Regions from separate parts of the Rattus norvegicus genome. Here all the other regions are linked to region 1. Evidence: chromatin contacts called from public Hi-C data. All regions are on one chromosome and are shown on one strand. Each heading gives the region's core, a stretch centred on a gene start, on an enhancer-like site or on the middle of the called end of the contact. The rest is flanking DNA. Distances are from core to core; before and after follow the strand shown. Region 1 holds the start of Mef2c (myocyte enhancer factor 2C). Region 2 overlaps Mef2c (myocyte enhancer factor 2C). Region 3 overlaps Mef2c (myocyte enhancer factor 2C).

The links. Hi-C and Micro-C count contacts between places; a contact is called where the count stands out from the background.
Region 2: a Hi-C map of the A7r5 cell line shows a contact between it and region 1, with 2.7 times the contacts expected there. The contact joins the enhancer-like site here to the promoter of Mef2c in region 1. A contact is called at or near these places in 3 of 12 Hi-C or Micro-C datasets (the A7r5 cell line, the Rat2 cell line and psoas muscle).
Region 3: a contact with region 1 is called in a Hi-C map of Schwann cells, with 4 times the contacts expected there. The contact joins the enhancer-like site here to the promoter of Mef2c in region 1. A contact is called at or near these places in 2 of 12 Hi-C or Micro-C datasets (Schwann cells and psoas muscle).

Annotation. Positions count from the first base shown.
Region 1 is chr2:15,727,247-15,730,987 of GRCr8, reverse strand. Mef2c (myocyte enhancer factor 2C) reads right to left here and starts at 1,973. Exons shown (of 11, transcript NM_001399397.1): 1 at 1,712-1,973.
Region 2 is chr2:15,767,308-15,770,809 of GRCr8, reverse strand. The region is part of intron 1 of Mef2c (myocyte enhancer factor 2C); the gene reads right to left. Among named protein-coding and RNA genes, the nearest start is that of Mef2c, 40 kb to the right of the region's middle. Within about 2 kb of position 1,284, at least 24 of the 93 cell types and tissues checked have an H3K27ac peak or open chromatin away from gene starts, as enhancers often do. A contact at or near this core is called in the A7r5 cell line, where this site is marked.
Region 3 is chr2:15,787,418-15,791,184 of GRCr8, reverse strand. The region is part of intron 2 of Mef2c (myocyte enhancer factor 2C); the gene reads right to left. Among named protein-coding and RNA genes, the nearest start is that of Mef2c, 60 kb to the right of the region's middle. Within about 2 kb of position 2,369, at least 3 of the 93 cell types and tissues checked have an H3K27ac peak or open chromatin away from gene starts, as enhancers often do. A contact at or near this core is called in Schwann cells, where this site is marked.

The DNA.
Region 1 (3,741 bases), core at 724-3,223:
TAAAGATTGGAATTTGATACAGGATTAAATCCTTCAAATAGTAGAAAAACTCATAGATTGAAGGAATTTTTTTTCCCCATTTGAGATGGGACATAGGGACAACTCATCTTACCGACCACGCACTTGCTTTAGGACTACTTTCAAACTCAGTAATTAATATTATGCTTGTAGTAGATGACAATGTGGTTTACTGCCTGCATTTTTGTAACTGAATCAACAGCTACACAAACATATCATTTGTGCCATCCTCATAAATACTGAATTACTTTTAAGACTGGGCAAACTGACGTTATTTTTAAAATTAAATGAGATTTTTTAGCTATAGATTGAAAATTGCTGATCCACTTAAAGCTAAAGTCGGTATGGCTGCAAGGTTAAGTGCGGCTCACAGGTGGTCACATTTGATGTCCTACCTAGTAAGTCTCTAGGGGAGGGGGATTATTATGCACCACACAAACATTTTTACTCTGCAACACAATTCCATTGCAAGGTGCCAGTGGAAGGGAGCTGGGTCACTCTTCTGGAAAGGCGTGGAAAGGCAACTAGAGTTTTCTTTACAGCACTTAGAGAACACATACAGTCACTACAGATTTCATAAGGCAGTTACCGTTAGAGTTACTATCACATTAACAATAGTAAAATGCACTTTGTGTCAAAGCAATTCTCCTCCGAGGACCAGTTAAAGAATTGGCAAAGAGCCTGATTCTACATACACTGTCAGCATTTACATACCAAGTATTTCATACAGAAGACATCCATTTCAAAAATGTGAGGGAAAAGGTTCATAACTATAGCATCTAGAACAGTTCAAAATGGCTCAGATAGAACATTTTCCTTAAGAATTGGTAGCCTTGTTCTGGAAAGGAAATCACATTAGCGTTGCACTCAAGCACTTGCATAATACGCAATAATACAATAAGAAATGTGTCCCATCTCTATAGACTTTCTTTATGGCCAACTTTGTCACTTAGTTTCGTAACTTTCATCCAAAGTCCAAACAGAAGGCGGGCTAAGTGACTTAGCCTTGTTTGTTTTTAAGTGGCTTAATATTTCCCTTGATCTAAACAACAATGCACATGCTGGAATACAAACATGAACTGTGCAGTGCACGGGCTCCCATGGCCAGGGCAACTGCTTCTGGTCCCCACCAATTAAACTCTCACAAGCATGCACTTTGGTGAAAGAAGAGGATGCACAAAAGGTGGACTCTGGCAGGCAGCCCTGCTGTAGCTTAAAGTCATTCCAAGGACTAGTGGTTCAGAATCTAAACCCAGGGCAAATCAGTCTTTGGGGGCAACTCATAGGAACATCTTTCCATAGTGAACTAACAGCTAAATTTTAAGACAGCTACTTCAAGGTCACAGAACAGTCTGTGAAATAGTAAAATCCACCAAGATCCACATTCTCCACCCTACTGAACACGCTAATGACGTGAACTAACTTCTTGAAACTTTAAACAAACTGATGTGACAGGAACAGTCAGATGTGATTTCAATAGCAGATGGCAAACCGATGCTACCATCTAAAAAGTTACTTTCAGCCACACACAAGGAAATCGTAGAATCTAAAGAAAAGAATGCACAACAAGCCTTAACTTAAGCCTTCCAGAAAGGAGTTGGATAGACCCGGTGTCTGGAAGAGATCCGTGCAGATTTCAGAGACAATACACAGACTATTTCTATTCTTTTGGTGAAATGTCAGAGGTACTTACATGAAGGAAGACCCGACCAGATTAGTCCTTGGAATATTTTCCTTTCTTAAAAGAGAGGAAGAGAAAGAAAAAAAAATAACAATAATCTTTACTTCGTCCAGCCTTGAAGTACTTCTCCACCTGATTCAAAGCTGCAGGCACGGCGACCCACACAGAACCTTCAAAGTCAATCCAATAGCAGCCCGAAGATGTCTGGGTGTACGCGTGTGCTCAAGTGTCTGTGACTGCGAGGCGAGTGAGCTGAGAGCTGGAGACGAAGTGTGCGTGTGTGCGCACTCGAGGGGGGGGGAAGGGGAGGGCGCGCGCGGGATTGCGCATTCGCGCGCGCACCGAAGCCGCTGGAAGAGGAGGAGAAAGAGGAGGAGGAGGAAGGTGGAGGAAGAGAAGGAGGAGGTGGAAGAGGAGGAGAAAGTGGCTCTCTGTGGCCGGTGGGATTAAAAGTAGCCAGACTTGTCCAGAAAACTGCGTCCAGGAAGGAAGTGACAGGAGACGAATGGGAAAAGGAGAGCAGCTCCCAGCCTTAGATACGTCCTGTGAAAGAGCGGGGGGGGGGGGTGGGGGGGGTGGGGGGGAATGTAAGGATACTGGGAGGGGACGCGGGGGCGGCAAGCAAGACTGAGCACACGGGGGTTCTAAGCAGCACGTACGCGCCAGTGCTCCCCCCGTCCCCCAATTCATTTTATTCTTGCCTTTTCCTGGCGCTGCCTTTTCCTTTCCGTTTTTCTATCCCTACCAGCCCAAACCGTTGACTCTCCTCTCGAGCTGGGGAAATCATCAGTTTCACTCTTGCAAAAGGGGGGCGGGACTAGAACCTCGCAGCATTTTAATAAAACAAACATACTGCAGCTCCCTCCTCACCCCTCCAGTCTCAACTAGATTGATAAATTACTCCACTACACTACTTTAATTATGTATATGGTATGCAGAATAAATCACTGAACATCAGTACCTCAATCAAGCACTTTTAAATGATAATTGCATCTTGGTGAATCAATCTTTCCATTCCTGACATTTTGCTAATTTTAGTTTTACGGTGGGGTAATGGCACATGCCATACGCAAACCTAATGACAATTCTTTATTGCATGAAAGGGAAGACAACACGGGGAGCGGCGGCTCCCTGCCTCTCTCCCTGTTGCTAAAGAGGACGCTCGGAGGGGACGCTGGGCTGCTGCGCGCTCGCTCCCCCGGGAGGCTGCAAGGCAGCTAACAGGAAAGTCCTTCTGAAGTCGAGATCTTCCCTCTGACCAATAGGAGCGCGACCCTAAGAGCTGCTCTAGTGACTCCCCCCACCCCCTCCTTTGGATTCGCAGTAGCCACCTCATCCTTGCTCCGGTCCGCGCGCGCCTCCGTTACTCACGCGTAAAAGCCACGATCCAGGATGTCTGCAAGCCTCGATCCCAGCGTGCGCTTCCTGCCCGCCCAGAATGTACAAAGCTTTTGGCCTTGAGAGCCAGGAGGGCTAGGTTAGAACGTGAGCCGAAAGGAACCTCCAATGTTAGTAATAAAATAATTACAAGTTTTTGAAATCTCGACTTTATCCCGGGGCCATTAACTTTCGAGTCAATCTGGACAAATTTACCAAGGGGACAGCTTTCTCGAGAATACCCCCTCCTTCCCTCCAGGGTCTCCTCCACACCTTACTGGACTTTATCCAGGTCATTAGCAAGTAAACCAAAAACAACTTCCCAAATGCATTAGGCTCCCCTGACCGATAGCGGGTGACTTCACTTATCCTGAAGAGTTTCAGCTGCACAGGAAGCAAGAGCAGAGACTGATAAGGATACTTAGGTTAAGGTTTGAGCCTCTAGAATACTTTTCCATAGTAAAAATATAGGTTAACAAAGAATTGATACTTAGGGGAAAAGGTACTAGATATTGGGACCACACCCAAAAAGCTAAAGATTAAATATATCAACTAGTTATACACATCACCCCTATGTCTCCCCAAAATATTGAAAGATTGCATGGCCAGGAGTACTGTAGATCGTGTAAAACATAAAAAAAATTTTTTTTTAATATTATGACTGG
Region 2 (3,502 bases), core at 35-2,534, 41 kb before region 1:
AATTTCTTTATAACAGCTGACTTTCTACCTCCTCATCCTCTCAGATAACTTGCTTCCCTCACAGAGGATCATTCAAAATGTCTGCTGCAACATGCTGATGATGTCGAAAGTGCTAGTCGGATTTACAACTGACTGACTTAAAATGTGGAATAAATGTTCTGAAATCCCAGTAAAGCAAAGCAGACGCTGGGACGTTGTATTATGAAATATTCTTCACTGTATTATAGTAATCTCCAATAAGATTTGATGTTAATTTTAGAGCATGTGTCTGCTAAAAAGGGCAAACCCTGCAACAGATTTAGTACAAAGAAGCTGAAAATATCCTGTGGAAAAAAAAATCTGTAGCAAAATCAGCCAGCCCCAATCCTGCCATTACTCAGCACTGCAGTGACGTGCGGATGTTTGTAGTGGTTTGAGTTGCCAGCAGGGGTGGAAACTTGACGTACTCAACTCCAACATGATTGCAATTGAACCTCATCAAAGTAAGAGCTCATAATTTGTCACAGAAAACAGCCAATTAACATATGTTAGAAAAAGGCTTCATAAAGATAATATATGATTAAAGACCCAGCACAGCTGTTGAAACTCAAAACTATGCATTTAAAAAAGAAATCTCAGCCCAAGCTTCCGTATGGTTAAACTGATAATGGCTACTATAATTTTTTTTCCAAGTAGAAAAATATAATTACAGTGCTTCTTATAAGTTTGGGGTTGTGGCAAGGGAGAACTGGGTACCGTGGCGGTATTTACCACGCCTTACTCAGTTCTATAAATAGTTGGAGCCCTTGCCAACACTCTGTAGTTACTTTGTTATAGAGCTATTTTAAAACACAGACCTTCATTGTGAGCTAAACGGCCTTCAGGATGCACTTTGTAGTCAGTGCATTCCTCTCGGAACTGTATCCTTCCTTTATCTGCGAAACTCCAGGACAACCAGACTCTCCGCACTGCAAAACATGCCAGGGCTGTGTAGCACACAGATTTAACACTACAGAACGCTTGTCGGGGGTGGGGTGGGGTCAGCAAGGGCACCAGCAAACTTCAGCAATGAGATTAAAGTACAGCAGGCTCTTCAGGAGGATAGAGTTGCAGCCTCAGCCATCGATTTGGAGACGGCTCATCGCTGACACACATTAGGTGCATCCTGATAGCACATTTTAAACAAGGTTTGGGCTTGGATTACAAAAAAGAACCAAATTCTAGCTTAATTGTCATCATGCACAGCATACCATGGGTCAAACTCATGGTGCTTAAAAATACAGGAAAATGTCTGATTGTTAGTCACAGAGAGCAACAGGCATGAATCAAGATAGCTCAATACCAGGGACATCACTGGGAATGTAACAGAGAGGGTCTGGGCTCTGTGAAACTTATACATGCTTGCTTTCTGCGACAAGTGTCAATGCAGGAGCTCAAACACCCTCGATGATTTAGATAGTGAACCTCTATGGAGAAAATACTATAGAACAGCGGGACAAGGGGTACATTGCTATGGAATGGAGGAGGTGGGCTTTCACTCAACAGCCTAATAAGGCAGTGTTACTTTAGAAGACACCAGGAAGATGTAGGGTAACCATAGAGAGGTGTTATGACAACAAACACTCCTGCCCTCTCCTGTCACAGGTGTTGCAAACCTAGTTAAATTACAGTCTCCTAACCTTTGGTATCCTTAACGGAAAAGTGGAAATAATATACAAAATATGTAAATAATATGTAAAATAGAGCCACAATTTTTTTTTGTAAAAAAAATCAGTTTAGTAAATTTGTTGTTTAAATTTCTTTTTAAATCGTGGTGGCATATAATTAAAAAAATACTTTTAAAGCACAGACAAAACAGTAGGAATTCAAAAGCCTCTAAATTGACCTCAATTGGACTCAATGATACTTCTTGCTTCGATATACAGTTATTGTATGAAAACATGGTCAACTGGTTGAAATTGTTCCCAGGAACGTTGTTCCTTTTTCAGTTGTGAGTGCGGATAGCACCATGACCATCTGACAATATACTCAAGATTACTCCAAACTCAAATCACAGTATTGTATAGAGACCTGTTTTCCTTTGTGCGTAACTTCTCTTGCACATCGCTGGTGTAACTCAGTCATTTGCTCAGTTGATCCATTCTCTTTCTCAAAAGACCTAACATGGATGTAATCCGCAGTTTTGATTGTCATCTCAGTAACACCTGAAAATCCCAGTGTTTCCTGTATCTGAAATACTCGTGTACCTAAGGAGAGGTGTTACATAGCCTAAAGCCAACAGATTAATTTCCAACTGAAAATGAAAAGATAAATTGAATTGTCCACTACTTTTTAAGTCGAAGCATTTTAATAGGGGGAGAACCAGTTGAAGGATTATGTCTTGATAAGTATGGAGTTAACGCAATTCACTTTAATTTAAAAAAATTATGATGCAGAAATGCCCCCAAAAGGACAGTATACTTTTAAGGGATGGAGATAAAATTTTCCTTTGCAATATAATGTCAAAGAAAGTAAAGTCCACAATTTTTACCGTTCCCTTGCTCTCACTTTTTAGAAGTAGTTATACAAACTTGATCCTTTATAGTTGGCCTCTTTCTTCTTTCTTATTTCATGAACATAATGAGTTTCAAAATAAGTTGTATGATTTGCCATGCAGTCTAAATTAATACTCACATATAGGAAGGGCCTAAAGAAGAATCATAAACTTAGAAGTATTTACACGACAGAACTGTGGTCTTTCTCTGCCCAAATCATGAAATACTTGATTTTTTAATCTTAAAACACTGAACATTATCCTTAACGCTAACCAGTATTTTACATGGCATCTTCTCCTCTCTTTCCTAAGTACTAAGATACCCTTCATGCTACATCTACATCACCCCACAACCAGGTCTCCACTGTAGGACAGTCGTGTAAGGAGTGTCTTTTCTACTGTAGCGGCCCTGTTCCAGGCTCCTCTCATTTCACCACCTTTATCTCCCTTTGCACGTGTTTAGAACTGAGGGGATATGGTGAGTGAAACTGTCAAAGAGCTAGGAATAGAGGTGTCCTCAGACAAGCAAAATGCTTCCTTTATAATATCCAGGCAAGCACATTGCAGTGGAAAGGCGCCTGGGCCAGAGCTGAGCTGAGACAGCTCCTGGAGCCCAAGGCCTGGCGGAGGCTCCTTATCTCTGTGTGTCTACACATTCTGTCCTGGGCCGTTTTCAAGGATAGATCAAGTCATCCTTGGCAGATAGTATTAAATGGAAAGTATGACGGTACTTCCCCCCCATAGAAAAGGATCTGTTAGTAGAGATCAGAAATTACCAAATGGAGCTGCTATTTCAGCCTGATTCTTTCTAATCTGGAATTTAAGAGAAAATCCTCAGAGGTGTAGGCAAAGTCATGACTGTCCCTGGAGATCCCTGCAAATTCGCATACACTTCTCAGAGTGGATTCCAAAGGCGGCTGTCCAAGAGCTCCATGCCCTGTCGAATTTCTTTGCCCTGAATCCCAGAGTCCAGAGCATGTTCCAATGTAT
Region 3 (3,767 bases), core at 1,120-3,619, 60 kb before region 1:
TAAAGTGGAGGTTTCAAAAAAAATTATTATATATGCTCACACTAAGTTAAAAGAAATCTACCACCGACAGGGGACATGTTCACATATTGAATCTGTGCTTTTGTCATTTTGACTGATAGTGAAAATACACACTCCACGAGGTTGAGCTGAAGAGAAAAACTGAATGGTGTCATAACCTGTTTGAGTTTGCTGATAAAATTAGAAAATATTGTTTATTTGTCTGCTTTAGGCAGAAACAATGGCTTTGGTAAGTTTTTTAGGATAGCCAAAGGCTGTCTATTAAGCTGTTTCATGATACCTACTAGTAACTCTACAGGCTGTAATGGGTAGCCTCTCACCCCCCTTTCCCAGATAAAGACTATACATAAGAGGTTATGTAAAGCTATACAACTAGTCCCTAGATGAACCAGAAATAATTCCCTTTTCACACACAATGCATGCCTTCTCTCTTGTAACTGTCCCCTGAGCAGAAGCTCAGGCACGGGCCAGTGTCAGCTGAGGTGTACATGTACTGTTAGTTATTTTTATTTATTTGCTTTTGTAGACATATCACACTCTCCTAAGAACAGCGCCCTAAGGGAGAGCATTGATTTATGTAAAGGTGGCTTCTTAGGTTAAAGTAAATAAAATAATGCTACCAAGATTCAATCGAGAGTCAGTGGTTTCTACTGCCACCAACAAACCAGTGATGTTTTTGTGTGGTTCTGTAGCCCCGGCTGCCCTTAGACACTCAAGCCATTCCCACGAAAGCTAGTGGGAACCACACACAAGCATGAGTAGGCACACACTACATCTATATTTATAGATGTTTCAGTTTCCCAAAATGGGAAGTACTTTGGCTGGCAGCAGACACAGGTCTCCTCACAGCTAGAATAAAAATAATGGAACTCCAATTTCCACATAGACATTGCTACATAGGCAGTTTAAACACCAAGTTTTAAAATCCGAGGCCAGGCCCTGTGTAGTTCCTTTCATGGCAGGGAAATTAGTTTGGCTTACTGGGTCATGAAAAGGGTATTTTGGAATCTGTTTCCATCCATTCCCTTTCTCCACATTCTTTACATTCCTAGCCACCCCTGAAGAACCTACCTCTCTGTATGAACAATGGGGATCCTTGCTACCTACAGGGAAGAATTCTAAAGAAATGAAAGTGATGAACCTTTCAAACAGTAGCTACTACACCAGTAAGAACAGGGAGGCTGAAACCTTGAAGATTTCTGACTACCTCTGAGGGAACCCACATTAGTTTTTTTTAGAGTCTGAAATCACTGTATTTGAGGCCTAATTTTAATGAATTGTTTTTGTATTTAATGAATGGAGTGATTCTTAACCTACTTACCCTCCCCCATCCTATTTTTCTTCCTCCTGCTCCTCTCCCTCTTTTCTCTCTTCCTCTCCTCTCTTTACCTCCCTTCCCTCTCCCTTCCTCCCTCTTTCTCCATCCCTATCACTCCCTCTCTCTCCCTCTTTCTTTCCCTTTCTCTCTTCCTCCCTCTCTCTATTCCTTTCTTTTGGTCTCTCTGTCTTTCTGTCTCTCTGTCTCTGTCTCTCTCTTTCTCTCTGTCTCTCTTTCTTTTTTCTTTCTGTTTGTCTTCTATTTTTCCAGAACTGGCAGAAAAAAAAGTTTCTGTAGATGCTTAAGCATTCTGTGTCTGAGTAACTTGACCTAAAGCCATAGTTTAACAATAAAGTAATTGTCATTTCTTTTAAACTATGTTGAAACTTATACACTCAACTAACTCTATTTTCAATGTTCTTCCATTCTCTCACCTAGAATTACTAATATAACGTCTTTATGTGAAAGCATCTTAAACCCTCTCCTCTTCCCTCTCTGCTACCAAGATGATCTCCAGTCTTTTAAGTTAAGGGAGGTGACTGAGTAAGGAGTGAAAGGAGGAGCAGCTCCTGGAGACAATGTGCTCTGTAATAATCCATGAGCCACTGGGTCTTCCCATGTGTTTAACCGGTTAGGGATGGAGTCAAGAGTCTGTAACGACAATCTCTAATTGTAAAAAGGGAAATGGCCTTCTAAATGCTCCAGGATGCCTCCCTTGTTCCTGTCAGTAAGTAAAGGCACAACTGTTCTGAGGATTCCTCTTCAGTTTTATTTTGTTTAATTCAGTCTGTCATTAGAAAGGCTACGAGCTCTAGGCCTGATGATTACTCTCAGCGGGAGGAGGCTGCCACGACAGACTTGTGTTCTAGACAAGCACTCCTTTATACAATGAAGGGGCCTGCCATCCTAAATGAAAGGCTCTTTAAAGAGCAGTGAGGGGCTCTTTTAAGCAGACTGCTACCATGTGCTTGTAACCCTCCAGCACAACTTGCGACCAAGAGACAGCAGTGTGTGCTGTTGCAAAGGAAACCATTGTCCTCCTTAGCCTCCAGCAAACTGGGCTGTGTTTCAGCGAAATGCAGTAGCACTTCCACAGGATGTGTAAGCAGTGGTCCCTAACTGTCTCTACACAATAAACTGATTAAAATGAGGGCCTCAGGGAAAAGAACTCTATGAGCCCCTTACCCTAAGTCAACATACACGATTCCTAAATACAAATTTAAATCTTGCACGTTGCATGGTATTTTGAGGGTGGATAATAAATATGAGATTGGATACCAAACAAAGGAGTGTCCGTTGAAGAGTTTGGGCTTTAAAAGTTGTTTCTGTGGATTTCTGATACAGTGGATTATGTGAGGACAGGGCAGGGGCCAGTATCAGTCATTGAGTTTGTCTGAGTTTAAGAGTGGGCCTTGCAAATTCTGGTAATGCTTTATATTCTAAAGGAGAATTCTATCCTTAATGTTTTAAACTTGGTTGTATGGGCTGTTCAGGTCTGATTGGTCTCTTAAAAAGCTCACTTCTCTTGTAAGTACAATCTCTAGAGTGGTTACAGGTTGTACTTCAGCTACTAAAGATACCAATTTCATGTGGAAAAGAATCAGATAAGACAGATTACTATCCGGAGGGCCAAAGCCTGTTTACTAGTTCAACACAGTCAAAATATACCTAAGTTAAAGGTCAAAGAATCCTACATTCCCTGCTGAGCTAACTCAGGAAACACATTTGTCTACGCTTTCCTGTCATAACAGGAAGAGAGTAACTTCTTCCTTCCCACAGTGGCTTCAGTTTTACCTCCCAACTCCAATATTTTCTCCCTCAGGGCCTTCCAAATCAATCCTTGCAAGACAGAAGGCAGGAGGCTGCCTCAGCTGTAGTTTCCAAACAGTTACATTTGTTGAAATGTTATTTAAATGTTAGTGATTTCTTAAGCTAAACTGTTCCAATTTGAAATTAAGAGTCGAATTTCCAAACATCTAAATTGGTTTCTCTTATTCCCATTAATGGTCTAACATATTTCAAGAGAAACACATACGCACTGCGGATGGGGAATTCTTAATCCTCTGTTTAATTACGTTATTTATTTGAAGTTTTAGTCTTGCTATCATTTTTGGAAAAATATAGCTTCCAAGTGTTTTTCAAAAAGTACAGTGGGTCATAAACTTTAGAATAATGCTTTCACCGTGACTTTGAAATTATTCCATTTTAAATGAATAGCATACTGCTAAAGGGAGTTTTGACTGCAAAGGGCATGGTTTTGAAAACATTTGCCAGTGTTTCTTTTAATTCAGAGTATGGGAAACGCTCTTACTTTACGTCGTATACTTGTACTGTTCATATCTAACTGTTGGTCCTCAGGAAAGCTACCTCACATTTGATGTGTGCTTGTACACTTGAGGGGAGAAATGTTGGGAGCATGTGTTCACAGAGA